Linked DNA regions of Arabidopsis thaliana: region 2 is linked to region 1. The links are chromatin contacts, called in public targeted proximity ligation maps. All regions are on one chromosome and are shown on one strand. The core of a region is the stretch at or near the end of the contact, and the rest is flanking DNA. Distances in the headings are between cores, read along the strand shown. Region 1 holds the start of AT1G26730 (EXS (ERD1/XPR1/SYG1) family protein). Region 2 holds the start of AT1G26790 (Dof-type zinc finger DNA-binding family protein).

The links.
Region 2: a targeted proximity ligation map of shoot shows a contact between it and region 1, with 13 read pairs. A contact is called at or near these places in 19 of 26 Hi-C or Micro-C datasets (callus, cotyledon, leaf and 6 more), 1 of 2 datasets of targeted methods (shoot) and 1 of 3 other capture datasets (seedling).

What each region holds. Positions count from the first base shown.
Region 1 is chr1:9,239,729-9,242,360 of TAIR10.1, reverse strand. AT1G26730 (EXS (ERD1/XPR1/SYG1) family protein) reads right to left here and starts at 1,325. Exons shown (of 12, transcript NM_102436.2): 1 at 398-1,325; 2 at 38-317. The coding sequence starts at 926. AT1G06013 (a long non-coding RNA gene) reads left to right here and starts at 1,497. Exons shown (of 1, transcript NR_139005.1): 1 at 1,497-1,801.
Region 2 is chr1:9,273,888-9,276,519 of TAIR10.1, reverse strand. It overlaps AT1G26790 (Dof-type zinc finger DNA-binding family protein), which reads left to right and starts at 1,327. Exons shown (of 2, transcript NM_102442.2): 1 at 1,327-1,580; 2 at 1,710-2,632. The coding sequence starts at 1,416. It overlaps AT1G26795 (Plant self-incompatibility protein S1 family), which reads right to left and starts at 139. Exons shown (of 1, transcript NM_102443.1): 1 at 1-139. The coding sequence starts at 101.

The sequences.
Region 1 (2,632 bases), core at 76-2,575:
TTTAACTTTTTCATATATTCTTAAGAAGCAACATTACCTGTAATTCTTGAGATGTCGAAGCTTGCGATAAAACTCGATGAAGACATTCTTAAGCCGTTCTTCTATTTTCTTGAGATTCTCTCTAGTGAATTTGAGCTCTTCTTGGTTAGAGAGCTTGAGGACGTTTTTAATTGTGGAGAGAGGAGTTTCCTGAGTTTTGTTTAATCTGATACGTTCAAGAACACTTAACACTTGTGGTACACTCTCTTTCGTTGAATCTCCACCGTTGGATCCATTTCCCTCTACTCTGATTCCCATCTCCTCAGCTAATGTATTCCCTTCAAAAATAAACACAAAAGATTTTAAACTTTGTGTCATTTCAGCTAAACTTAGTAACAAAAAATATCTGACAACTTACTCTGGTCATTAGAATCTAAGGCATTCATATCCACTGAAACTGTTTCAGAGCAGCTCCACGAAGAAGAAGGTCGCTCAACTTTGATTCTGAAAGCAATGAGAGCATCCATTTGTTTGTTCAAAACCACTGCCTCCTTCACCATTTCCTCCACTTTAGACCGGTAAAAATGGTTAACTTTATCGAATTCAAGATCTAGGGTTTTAAAGAACGCAAGCTCTGACTCTCTCCCCGCCTCTGCAACTTCCAAGATGGTTGTCTCGTATCTCTCAAACCCATCATCCCCAGTAGTTGCGTGCACCAGAATGTCCTGAATTTCTGGTTCCCGAGTCGAGGCGGTGCGGCTATACCGCTTTGTCAGGCCGCTGAAGTTGCGGCTACCAGATAGCTTGCGTTTCAAGATACCTGGTCTCTCTGATCTTTTCCGTGAAGTTTGGATTTCTTGAAGAATAGATTTGAGACCAGCATAATCCATGTAAGCTTGTTGCCATTCTGGAATCATCTGCCTAACAAAATCTTTCCCAAACTTCATATTTGGTTTCTCTGGACTTCTTTGTAAAACTCAAGAATCCAGATCTAATGAAAAGCCTCTTTTAGTTGAGATCAATCTCTGTCTCTCCCAGCCTCAGTGAAAAGTTGGCTGCAGAGTAAAGAACAGATTTTGAGCAAATTACGAAGAAGACAAAAAGAAAAGCTATTAGAGGAAGAAATAAACTAGAAAGCGTGTAAGAGGAACAAAGGGTGGGGTTATAAGAATTTGCCAACCATGCAAAAACTCGGAGTTTATTCAACAAGTCCCTTATATTCATATATATATATATATATGTATATAGACTATAGAGAGAGGGATATTGAGTCACATGAAGATTTGCAAGTGGATATAATTTCACGTGAGAAAAATCAAAAGAGTTGAAATACAATTGAAAAAGATGTTTGTTGTGGTGGGCTCTTGGGTGGACAGATTGACGACTAAAATAAAATAATTGCATAACAATTCACATGTACAAAAAGTCTTTCCTCTAAATTAAAATCATAAAGGGGTCAAAGTGGTTGTGGTAAAAACAAACATCAAAATAATATAAACAAATACAACAGAAAGAAAACAGGTGGACGATACACTTTTTGCGTGGAATGATGCACTTCCACACTGTTCTAGTGAGCAACACACGGTTCACAGTGACCGATACATTGTTTTACGGTGGATGTTACTGTTGATGGAAGAAGAAAAGAATTTAGAGGAAAAAAACAGAGGGTGAGAGACGTAGAATTAAAAAACAAAGGGAGAGCAATTAAGTTTTAGTATGGCGGCTTAGAGAAAATTACGTTTTGAGAAAAGTTTCTGATACCTTGTTGAATGATGAGAACTGAGAAGCACAATATTTGGTTCCCTTCTCCGTGTATTCAATTATCTACAGTAAAGAGTACAATGAATCAATTAACATGATTACATAATATGTGATATTCCTAAAATAAGATGAGAGTAATATGAGTTTCCTAATTTATCAGTTACATTGTTAAACAATGTACACGGTGAACGATACACTTACTATTTGCAGTGGATGATCCATTATTACGGTGGTTAACTTAAATACAATTTTTACCGTCCATCGTCATGTTCACAGTATCCATTATTCGCAGTAGTCAATATAATATTTAGTGGAGATGATTAGCAATCCTCTTTAGTCTATACATTGCTTACCGTTTACCTTATGTCGTCATAAACAGTAAACCATGTAGTATAGTTCTCAATGGAACATTATGTAGTAAAAAACTTTCTAAATACGCCAAAATTACCCAAATTGCAAATTACAAAATAAAAAATTACTCTTGAAATTTCCTATGTTAACATTCATCAATCTTTGAGTGACAAAAAAAAAAAAAAAAAAACATTTATCAATTTTTAACTCAAAATTGATATTACTATAAGTGGATTAACTCATAGCCTTCTTTATTTTAAAATAAAAAAAAAAAAAGAAAAAACTCATATAGAGTCTTTTTTAATTATTTGTTATACAATAACTTTAATTGTAGGATCTTAAGATCAGCAAACATACTCTATTTGACTCAATGTGAAATCCAAACGCTAGAAAAGAAAAAGAGTCCAGGTACATGATGTGTCGGTGTTGATATATATTTGGATCTAACAACTTTAAGACTAGCTACAGTTTTCTTTTTTCTTTGATAAAGTTTTAATAAGACTAGCGACAGTTCTTAACTTCTTATGTTTTTTCTTTCTCA
Region 2 (2,632 bases), core at 78-2,577, 34 kb before region 1:
CCATCGGGGGACGAGTGATTTGTTAATGATGCTGACGTTTTGAGGATAAAGAAAAATAAGAATAATACAAAAATAAAATTTTGATTGGTTGAGAAAGCCATGAGTGTGTTTTACTTTTAAGAATTTGTGAGATAATAATATTTGTTCTGTTTCAGAAGCAAGAATTTATAGATGAAAATACATTAAATGTGTTATTATTTTTAATGCAAATTATCTTCTGGGATATACGTATAAATCTTTAGTTTGTAACGTAAAATACAATTACAAGCATACTAAATAAAATATATATTTAATGGTTTCTATATCATTATTCTTTGGCAACAAAAATGGTCAAATTTATGGAATAATGCAATGTTAGTATGAAATGGTTTCTATATCATTATATTTAATTATTAACAACTATGCAATATTAGTTTGAAATTGTAACGTATGTGATACTAAATAAGTGCATGAATCACGCGAATAAATCAAATTATTTTGAAAAACTGTTAGAGCAAGATCTACCTTAAACCACAATTTATTGATTTCTTTTCTAGCAACAAAACGTCTTTTATCACTCTAAACCAGCTTCAAACACATCGTGCACAACAATGTGTTTGTATCTCACGATCACGCATGTGAGAAGCTAAATTACCAACGTTGTAAATTTTTCTCCTATTAGATAAATAATATAGAGTAAGAGTAAAAATAAATGGTCCAACATGGTAAACATAGCACTTTACCAAGATTTTAACCACCGCAATCTTGATATCATCTCGAGGAGAATGATGATTGTTGTCTCGTCGCTAGGGATGACAAGGAGAAAATAGTTATCGATATTTTAGTTATTTGTATAGAAATTAGTTTTTATAATCGATGTTTTGGTTATTCATATTGTAATATCTGATTTTGCTTACCCTAGCAACAATTTTTTTAGTAGTCAATATTTTGGTTATTCGTATAGAAACCAAAATATTTTGTACTCATTCACAAAACCACATTGGAACATCTGTAATATAGCATTTTGAACTGATGTATGGCAGCTGGCATTTTTGTAAATGTTTTCGCATTATTGTATTTCTAATTTTCTGTATGAATATTCCAAAAGAAGTTGTACATTTTAATGAGACGTGGCTGACAATAAAGGAGGCAAATCTTTTTAGTGGCACTGAAAGAGAGATCAAAAAGAGCATGAAAAGAGATAGCAAAAAGCCCACTTTTTTGCAACATGTGGCTCTCTCATCTCTTCATGTCCCTCTCTAAGCTGACGTGTAATTTCTCCATTTTCTCTGTCTTTATGGCTTGTGGCTCTGTGTGATCCGTTATTAATTTAATACCAACCTCAGCCTCTTATACATACTCTTGTCTCAGACCTCAAATAAAGAATAAACACATAACACAAATCTAATCTCATACTCCATCTTCTTTTCTGTCTTATGTCTTCAAAGATTGGTATGTCTCAAGTTAGAGATACTCCGGTTAAATTGTTTGGCTGGACAATTACACCGGTTTCTCATGATCCATACTCTTCTTCGTCCCATGTTCTTCCTGATTCTTCCTCGTCTTCCTCGTCTTCTTCTCTATCACTTCGACCACACATGGTATGTTTCATGGTCTTACCTTTATTTGTTAAGAAATGCTAAAGATTTAATATTTTCTCTAGTCCTTGTATCAGTTTGAAACTAGTTCATGATGTTAATCCTAATCCAAGTTCCTTCAATTTTTTTCAGATGAATAACCAATCTGTTACTGACAATACAAGTCTTAAGCTGTCATCTAATCTTAACAACGAGTCAAAAGAAACATCTGAGAACAGTGATGACCAACACAGCGAGATCACAACAATTACATCGGAAGAAGAGAAAACAACTGAACTGAAGAAACCAGACAAGATTCTTCCATGTCCGAGATGCAACAGCGCAGACACCAAATTCTGTTACTACAACAACTACAACGTTAACCAGCCACGTCACTTCTGTAGAAAATGCCAGAGGTATTGGACCGCTGGTGGATCCATGAGGATCGTCCCGGTTGGCTCAGGCCGTCGCAAGAACAAGGGATGGGTTTCTTCAGACCAGTACCTGCACATCACTTCCGAGGATACTGACAATTACAATAGCTCCTCAACAAAGATTCTAAGCTTCGAGTCTTCGGACTCTTTGGTAACTGAGAGGCCTAAGCATCAATCAAACGAAGTGAAGATAAACGCTGAACCTGTTTCACAAGAACCCAACAACTTCCAAGGGTTACTTCCTCCCCAAGCATCCCCTGTTTCGCCTCCTTGGCCTTACCAATACCCTCCAAACCCTAGTTTCTACCACATGCCCGTCTACTGGGGCTGCGCGATACCGGTTTGGTCTACCCTCGACACTTCTACATGTCTTGGGAAAAGGACAAGAGACGAAACTTCTCATGAAACTGTTAAAGAGAGTAAAAATGCTTTTGAGAGAACAAGCTTGCTTTTGGAATCTCAGAGCATCAAAAATGAAACAAGTATGGCTACAAATAACCATGTGTGGTATCCAGTACCGATGACCCGCGAGAAGACACAAGAATTCAGCTTTTTCAGTAATGGAGCTGAAACAAAGAGCAGCAACAACAGATTCGTCCCTGAAACGTATCTTAACCTGCAAGCAAACCCTGCAGCCATGGC